2 separate regions of the Rattus norvegicus genome follow, and region 2 is linked to region 1. Evidence: chromatin contacts called from public Hi-C data. All regions are on one chromosome and are shown on one strand. Each heading gives the region's core, a stretch centred on a gene start, on an enhancer-like site or on the middle of the called end of the contact. The rest is flanking DNA. Distances are from core to core; before and after follow the strand shown.

Region 1 (4,182 bases), core at 1,361-3,860:
GAATGCCTTCAGTGCATTTACAAAGGGAGGCTGAAGTTCATAGTAACTCAGAGCAGTCAGGAGTGGAAGCAAACTTTCAAGGGAAGAAGGCTCTGGGGTAGTACTTTTTCTGTTGTTCTGAACTCAAAAAAGTCATGAGGCTGTAAATCAAAAGTATGGATGTCATGCGCTAAGTCTTCAAAAGTCCATTTCCAAGCCAAAAGGGGACAGAAAAGGAAAAAAATAATTATACCATACATGTCCAGCATGCAGGCTTTTTTTTTTATTAATATAATGTCTCTTTCCCATAATGTCTTTGAAACTGTTAATAGTTCGTTGTCGCTAAGACAAAGTAGCAAGCATCGTAATGCATGAGATGAGAGGAAGTTTGTTTTTGTGTTTTTGTTTGTTTTTAATGGCAGGCTAAACTTTCAGATTTGGCATCATAAGGCCAAAGCTCCCAAGTCACACCCAGAAGGTTGATGCAGCCTTGATTGTGGCAGGTTCAGGAGAGGCTTTAATTCATTCAGTTTTAGCATAACAATGCCTAAAAAAAAAAAAAAAAACCCGGTGGAACTCAGCTCGCTGCAAGGTCTATAGCATTTCACATTTTTTTCCTTTGCAAGCTCAATCAGAAGAACTCAGGAGGAGAAGAAAAAACCCTGCTCTTTTTTTTTTTTCTTTTTTCTTTTATCTCAAGAACATGGTGCAGAGGGAGGGAGGGCAGAGGCTGGGAAACACAGCAAGCTCCAAAAAAATTAGTAATAATAAACAAAAACAAAGAAGAAAAAAGAAAATCCAAACAAAATAAAAAAACACACACACAGAGAATGAACACCAGCTCATGAACTAAAGAAGAAGAAGAAAAAAAATATACAGGCGCTTGATGGCCGGGTTCAAAGGTGAGTTATGTCCTACATGAAGTATCCTGCTCAGATCTTTGACCCTTGTGCAAGTCCAGGGTATGTGTGGGGTAGGCGGTGTAAAAAGAGTAATAATAATAATAAAAAAGACCAAAACAACCAAGCTAGCAAGTTACAGGGGAATTCAGGTTGGCAATCCATGAGCCAGATACCCTTTCCCTCCCCAACTCAAAAGAGCCACCACCACCACCACAAGCTTGCTGTGTGTGTGTGTGTGTGTATGTGTGTGTGTGTGTGTGTGTGTGTGTGTGTGTGTGTGTGTGTGTGTGTGTGTGTGTGCGTGCAGGGCCAAGGGGAGCAAACTCGCCAGGGGAGGGGGCGAGGTGGTGGCGAGCGTGGCCCTGCAAACTGGCAAGCCCACTCAGGAGCCGGACCCCCACGGAGCATTTAACAAGGTGGCTAGCTGGGATCGCGTGTCACACTCACATGAAAAATTCGGGAGAGGAAGGGTTGTCGCTGCTCGAGCCGTTTTCTCGGAACCCGCTGCTCACCAACTTCTCGTATTTCTCCTTGTAGGCGTCCCTTTCGCGCACCAGCCTGGAGATCTCCTGCTTGAGGTGGTCGACCTGCTGCAGCAGCTGGTTCTTCTCCGACTCCAGGACGTGTCTCTGCTGCACCCTCTTGAAGCGGCAGGACTGGGCATAGCCGCGGTTTTTCAGGGTCCGCCTCTTCTGCTTCAGTCGGATCACCTCCTCCTTGCTGACCCCGCGCAGCTGCCGGTTCAGCTCACGCACCGACATGGTCACCAACTGCTCGTCCGAGAAGCGGTCGTCGAAGTGCAGGCCTCCCGCGGCATGGTGCGGGTGCAGGGCGCCCCCCGCCCCCGCCGTGCCCCCGCCGCCGCCGCCGCCGCCGCCCCCGGCGCTGGCCGGGCCACCGCCGCCCGCGCCACCCGCGCCGCTCGCAGAGGCGGACGCGCTACCCGCGGCTCCCGGGGCGCCGGCCGTCGGGTGGTGGTGGTGCCCCGTGGCGTGGTGGTGGTGGTGATGGTAGTGAGGTGCCCCGCCGCTCTGCGCGGCGGCCGCGGCGATCACGGCGGACACCACGGCGGCGGCGGGGCCCATCTCCTCGCCGCTGCCGCCCAGGGAGGCGCCGGCGCCGGCCCCCGCTGCCGCGGCCAGCTGCTGCGCTCCCCGCGCATAGCCATCGAAGCCACCCTGGAGCTGGTGGCTATTGCTGATGAGCGCCTCGACTGCGTCCTCCGGGCTGAAGCCCAGCGCCTCCGGGTTGAGCTGCTGCGGGTAGCCGGTCATCCAGTAGTAGTCTTCCAGGTGCGCCTTCTGTTCGCTGCCCGAGCCCGGGCTGGGCGCCGAGAAGCTGGGGGACGGGGGCACCGAGCTGCAGGGCGTGCTCATGGGGGTGGAGGACAGCGAGCCCCCGGCGATGAGACGGCCGCACTGGCTGATGATGCGGTCGGTCTCCACCGGTTCCTTTTTCACTTCAAACTTCATCAGATCGAAGTCATTAACATATTCCATGGCCAGGGGACTGGTGGGCAGGTCGGAATTGTTCATTGCCAGTTCTGAAGCCATCCTCCTGCCTCCGCCACCGCCGCCGCCGCTCCGCCAGATGGGCTGCAGGAGAGGGGCCAGCGGGCTGTGCTGGGTGGCCAGCGGGTGAGCCAGCTTGCCGGGCTAGGGCGCTTCTAGCTCGCGCGGCGGTGGCTGTGGCCCGAAAGCTCGAGCGTGCACACACCCCCCGCCCTGCCCGCAGCCCCCCGCGCCCGCCCTCCCTCCCCCCTGCTCACGCCAATGTGCTCTCTCTCTTTCTCTCTTGCTCTCTCTCTCTCTCTCCCGCTCGCCCCGGGCCCCCTCCTCGCCTGCTCGCCTCTCTGAGCTCCGATCCCGGGCGCTTCAGGCTCGGGAAGGTCCTCCGCGGCTGGCGGTGGCGGTGGTGATGACAGCGGCAGAGAGGATGCCGGAGGAGCCCGGCCCGGTGCGCGGCGTCCCCGGCTCGCCGCTCCGCTGCGCGCTTTGCATAAGGAGGGCTCGCCTAAGCCGGTCGGGGCTGCAGGCGGGGCGCGCGCGGCGGCTGCTCCGGGGTTGTGTGGCGCGGCGGGTGGCTGTCCCGGAGGCGCGGGCCTCCACACCGGGGTGGTTAACACTTCACGCTTCTCTCCTCTTCTGCCTGGCTCTTATGGTTACTATTATTATTTTCTTTTCTCTCTCCGGATCCCTCGCGTGCGCGCGCGCTCTCTCTTTCTCTCCTCACCCTCTCCCTCCGTGCAAAGTGCAAGACCGAGGTGCAGGCCGGCTGGAGGCAAGGGAGGGGGGAGTTTAGTTCTTTCTTGCCCTTTTTTTTTTCTTTTGGTTTTGGTTTTTCTTTTCTTTTCTTTCTTTCTTTCTTTTTTTGCTTTAAAGCAAAATGGCAAAGTCCTGGACCAAGGCAAGGCCGAGAGCAAAAGGGTGGGGGGAGAGGCCGAGCGGACAAGCAGCTCGAGCTACAGCTCCGAGATGAAAAAAGATTTTAAAGCCTCTGATCCAGCGAGAAGAGTTTAAAGCAATTGCTGAGTTTTATAGCACCCGTGACGTCAGGTTCAAATGGGAAATTGACTGGCACTCTCCGCCAATGGGAGGCGGCGAAAGCGGCAGCGATTAGCATAATAGTATAGAAACAAGGAAACTTTTCGGAGCTGTCAATCACAGCCCAATCAGCTGACTGTCAGCTGGGACAGGCTGGCTTAACCCTTGCGGCGCCGCTGCTGGGGCGCAGCCAGGGAGCAACATCCCCCACCACCGCCCCGTGCGAAGTTTAATGCACCAAGGGACAGAGTTTACTAAAAGGGCGGCTGGAATCCGATGGTAGGACCCGGGAGGAAGGTTTGCTTTCTTCAGAGTTTGAGAGAGGCCTGCCCGACTGAACCTCTGCTCTCACGCTGCAGCGAGCGATCCGCCAAGAACTCCCTGGTCCCCTGCTGGTCCCGCACCCTAACAAGGTGTATTCATTCGTCTTGCAGTTTTCGATCTTTGATTCACCCTCTGCATCCTTCGTGGCCGTTGAGGGGTGAGCCGAGTGCCTTTCTTCCCTGAATCGGACGCTCCGGGGGCCAACTTGACTCAACTCTTTGTCCCTCCGCAAGTGAGGTGATCAGATGGGGGCGCCAAGGGTGCGGGGACCCAGAATGCGCGCGGGGCTCACTGAGCGGTGCGCCTGCAGTGTTATTTTTTTGGATTTCGCGCGGGGAAGAAAGCCTGTATAACTCTTAAAAAACCAGGGGGCCTAAAGTGTGTAGGAACTAGCTGCCCCCTAGCATCCTCTATCATTGGAGGGACAGACAGAG
Region 2 (4,252 bases), core at 16-2,515, 190 kb after region 1:
GTCAGCCAAACACCAAGGCTTCTGGCAGAGCAATTAAGAAGATATTAAATGATGTGCCCACATAGCATCCTTTCACATCATCCAGTGACTTGTATATTTATCCCTTTCCTGTGGTACCCCAAGCTATTGTCAAGAGCCTGACTCTGCCTGGTGTTTAAATCATTGTTTGCCCCAACGAGTGGGCAGGACAAGTGAGCTTCCATTTGATCAAAGTAAATCTGTTGGAGACAGGCAATGTTGGAACCTCTACTCGCATTGAAAGAGAGAATGTGGAGACCTGAGGTTTAGACCATGTAGAACTCTCTTGGCTTATATATGGAGATAGAAATGACTTTCTCTCTTTTACACAGTAACAGCTAAAGCTGCTACTGTATTTCACTAGATGCATCTGATGCTTTGGGCACAACATCCAATCATAGCTACTTGAATTTAGTATGGTTCATCATCAAAGTTTCAGGAAAGCTGCCTTTATATCAAACCAGCAGGGCCCCATAGTGCAATGAAATGTGGAAGTTTCCCTTGGCATGGGCCGACATGAGATTTTTTTATCTCTTCTTTTCCTCTTGGAAGCTTCTAGAAATCGAGTGAAATTTCACTTGGAGAAGCAAAACCATCCTGGACCTACGTTTCTTGAGCATTTGTGTAATCAAGTTGTTTAGAAAAAAAAGCAAGGAATGACCAAGAACTCCGAAGTTTTACCAAATGGATCTAGTATTTCAGTTGAGAGTGGACATTTGAATTGAGATAACACGCTTAACCTTAAACACGTGTCTCTGAGGAGATCCATCTGAGGAGATTCTTAATGGGGAGGCCAGTTGTAACCAATTGAAGTTAGACCCATTAATAAATCTATAAACTTCTATTGGGGGAAGGCTGGATTCTTTAGCCAGGCATGACAGAATGTGTTATTTATAAGCGTGACTACGATTCTATTAGTCTCCAATACTTTATCTTTAAAATGGGTATGAGTTGTGCCTAGAAGGCAGGAGAGCTATAAGGCCATTGTGAGACACGCCACATAGGTGCATATTGTTCAGTGACCGGTGAATGTCTGGGGGCTTCTATTACTGTTGCCAATGGCAACACTAGCTGAGGAAGTGGTCATCCTATCTTCTGTGACCCAGGCTGTACACCTCTTGTCTTTGAGTGTGAAAGACTCTACCAGTAAGACTGGTGACATCTTGGGCTGCATCAGTGCAAGCCAGCTCTCAGCCACAATGCATTCCCTGAACTGGGTCCTGCCTATGAGTCACACACATTCTCTTTGCAGACGCCACAGGGAATTACTTTTCCCGTCTTGAAGAACCAGACATGCTCCAGTGTGGTGATGGAAAGAAATGATGAATGTAAATGATCTAACCAGACTTGTCTCCACCAAGGTTTAACCCCTGGCTTGCTTTCTTCCACAGGGACTGCCGCTGTCCTGTAGCAACCACTGGGGGAGGACATTGTAGGGAGCTCTGTATCCATTTGGCTGCGATACAAATGGGGGAACAGGATATCCATCTTTATCCACCAAATAAAGATAATCTGTCATAAGTACGGGGTATCCAGATTTGGGGGTAGGGACAAGTGACTTGTAGTCTAGTCTCCTCCTAACCCAACCACAGGGTCTCCTCTATGACATGAAATGGTGATGCCAGCCCTCGTGTCCCTCTGGGTATAATGTCTGCAGTTCCAGGCAAGTATAATGTCTGGACAGACCAGTGTGCCTCCAACTCTTCTCCAACAGCCTTGACCTTCCACTTGCTTTCCACCATTACTACGACCAGTGAGATAAGCCCTGAGCTATTAGCTCTTCCCACATGTTCTCAGCTCAACCCTATGAAGCTTCAGTGTATCACTCTGATATGCTGTGTCATAGACCTGATAGTCCAAGAGGTTAGGATGATGTATCAGAGGTCACATTAGTGTCTTAGATTTCCATTACTGTGATAAAACACTATGGTCAGAAACAACATGGGGAAGAATGGGTTTATTTCCTCTTATAGTTGGTAGCCTGTGATCTAGAGGAGGGCAGGGCAGGAACTTCAGATAGAAACCTGGATGCAGGAACTGAAACAGAGGACATGGGGGAATGCTTCTCGCTCTCTTGCTTGTCATGGCCCACTTAACCTCTTCTTATACCGCCCAAGACTACTTGCCTGCGACTAGCTCCACCCACAATGGTCTGGGCCCTTCCCTATCAATCACAAATCAAGAAAATTCCACACACAGGCTTACTCGCAAAGCCAAAGTTACGAAGGCATTTTCGCAATTAAGATTCCATCTTCCCTGATATATCTAGGTTGGTTTCAAGTGGACAATAGCCAGCCAGCACACCTAGCTAGCACATCATAAAACCTGCATCTGAACCCACCACACAGGCCAAGTTCCCTGATGCTTTATCATTATTGTACTGTGTGTGCACAGTTTCACACTGCAACCATCAGGGTAGAGGGGCAATGACGTCGACTTTCTTAATAGAAATTCAGGAGAGCTAACCCAGGCCATTCATTAATGTTTTAAAAGCAGTAATTAAAACATTAAATGAATGAAGAAAGAGGTCAAACAATCTTAGTAAGAGAATACTAGTATTTGTTGCCATTCATTTTTAATATTTACTTACTATTAATTAATAAACCAATTAATTTTGTCGTTCTGGGCTTGAACCCAGGGCTCTACACATGCTAGGCAACACTTTTACCCAAATGGCCAGCCTGCCATTAACATTTTAAAAATATTTATCAATTCATTTATTACATGTATGTATGCTTACCTGTGTGCCTTTATGTGCCTCACCTGAGTGCAGATGCCCATAGATGGCAGACTACATTAGATCACTGCAACTAGAGTTAAAGAAGGTTATGAGCCACCTGATATAGGTGCTGTAAACTGAACCCAGGCCGTCTCCAAGAATATTAAGTGCTCTTAACTGCTAAACCATCTTTCCTGCCCTCCCCATTAACTTTTGAAATTGAGGAATAATATACCAGTTATGGAGTAAATGGAGTTCATTAATCTTAAGTGCCTAGCAGGAAGTTCAGGCTTCCTGCATCCCTGCCCATGAAAGCAAGAGGGAAAACATCTACATTCTTCCAGCATCTCAGCTCTGCACCTTCTCAGCCTAGCTGTCTTTTTATTTCCTCACTACCTAAAACTACACCGTCACTGACTTTGTTAGCCTGTCTGAATTTTATATACATTAAATTTTCCACCCTCAACATAGTATTTGTGGGGTCCTTGTAATCAAATGGACGAGCCTGTTGTGCCAGTACATTGTTCTTTTTAACTGCTGTATAATATTCACTGTATGGACATACCACATCCAGTTTTGGACTAAGATGAGCGAACACTCCATAGTTTTTAATATGGACACATGAGGTCACTCTTCATGGATGTATGTTCTTTGAACTAGAGTTTCTGGGTTATGGTATGAGTGAATGGTATGTTGACACAGCTTTCCCATGTCTTTTTATGATTTCATGTATCACTCATAACACTCCCTTTGCTTCCTTTCCAGCCCTTGCTTTTCCACTGTTTATTTTGATGTATTCTTCATATATTTTTACTTCATCAGACAAAATGTGAAATGCATCTATGAAATAAATCACACACCCATTAGCAGTCCAACCTGAGGTTTTCTGAATATCCCAAGAGACTTAAAGTCTTGTTCCTAAAGAGAGATGGTGAATAAAGATGATTCATTAAAGAAAGGGGCCTTCAAGTCAAGATGGGATGGTGCACAGGATCATTATGGAATGCCCACAACCAAAGCTGGATTCCATGCCTGAGTAATCCTGGCTCTATGGCCACCCCCAAATAGTATTTTATAAAGAGACAAATTTCATGATTTGCTTCCTGCCACAGACATCATGCCCAGCTTTACCCAAGTCATCAGATGTTGCATGTTTTATTTAGCCCATGATATTAAATATTTATGGAGGCTCCCCACAGTTTGCACATTCACTCTTTCATTCATCCACAATGCAAACATTTGTTAAGCATCCACTGTGAGCCACAGCCTGAACCCTATTGTATCAAAACAGCACAGAGATATGCCTAAGCAGGGCAAATTAAACCACCCTTGTTTCCTCACCCGTCCATTCATTCGCTAAACACCTAGTGATGGAATCCCCCTGCATAAACATTGCTCATTCTCTATATACTGGTGGTAAGAATGGCATTGGCTTTATTGCTCCTAAAACTTTATATTTAAGAAGGTAGGTATAAGTCCTCTGGTCAAAGCATCCTGTTGTCTGGTATGAAGAAC

The links. A called contact is a pair of places that touch in the nucleus more often than the background predicts.
Region 2: a contact with region 1 is called in a Hi-C map of the A7r5 cell line, with 4 times the contacts expected there. The contact joins the enhancer-like site here to the promoter of Maf in region 1. A contact is called at or near these places in 3 of 12 Hi-C or Micro-C datasets (the A7r5 cell line, Schwann cells and hepatocytes).

Annotation. Positions count from the first base shown.
Region 1 is chr19:60,618,746-60,622,927 of GRCr8, forward strand. Maf (MAF bZIP transcription factor) reads right to left here and starts at 2,611. Exons shown (of 1, transcript NM_019318.2): 1 at 667-2,611. The coding sequence starts at 2,434. The coding sequence ends at 1,325.
Region 2 is chr19:60,812,281-60,816,532 of GRCr8, forward strand. No RefSeq gene overlaps it. Among named protein-coding and RNA genes, the nearest start is that of Maf, 190 kb to the left of the region's middle. Within about 2 kb of position 1,266, at least 3 of the 93 cell types and tissues checked have an H3K27ac peak or open chromatin away from gene starts, as enhancers often do. A contact at or near this core is called in the A7r5 cell line, where this site is marked.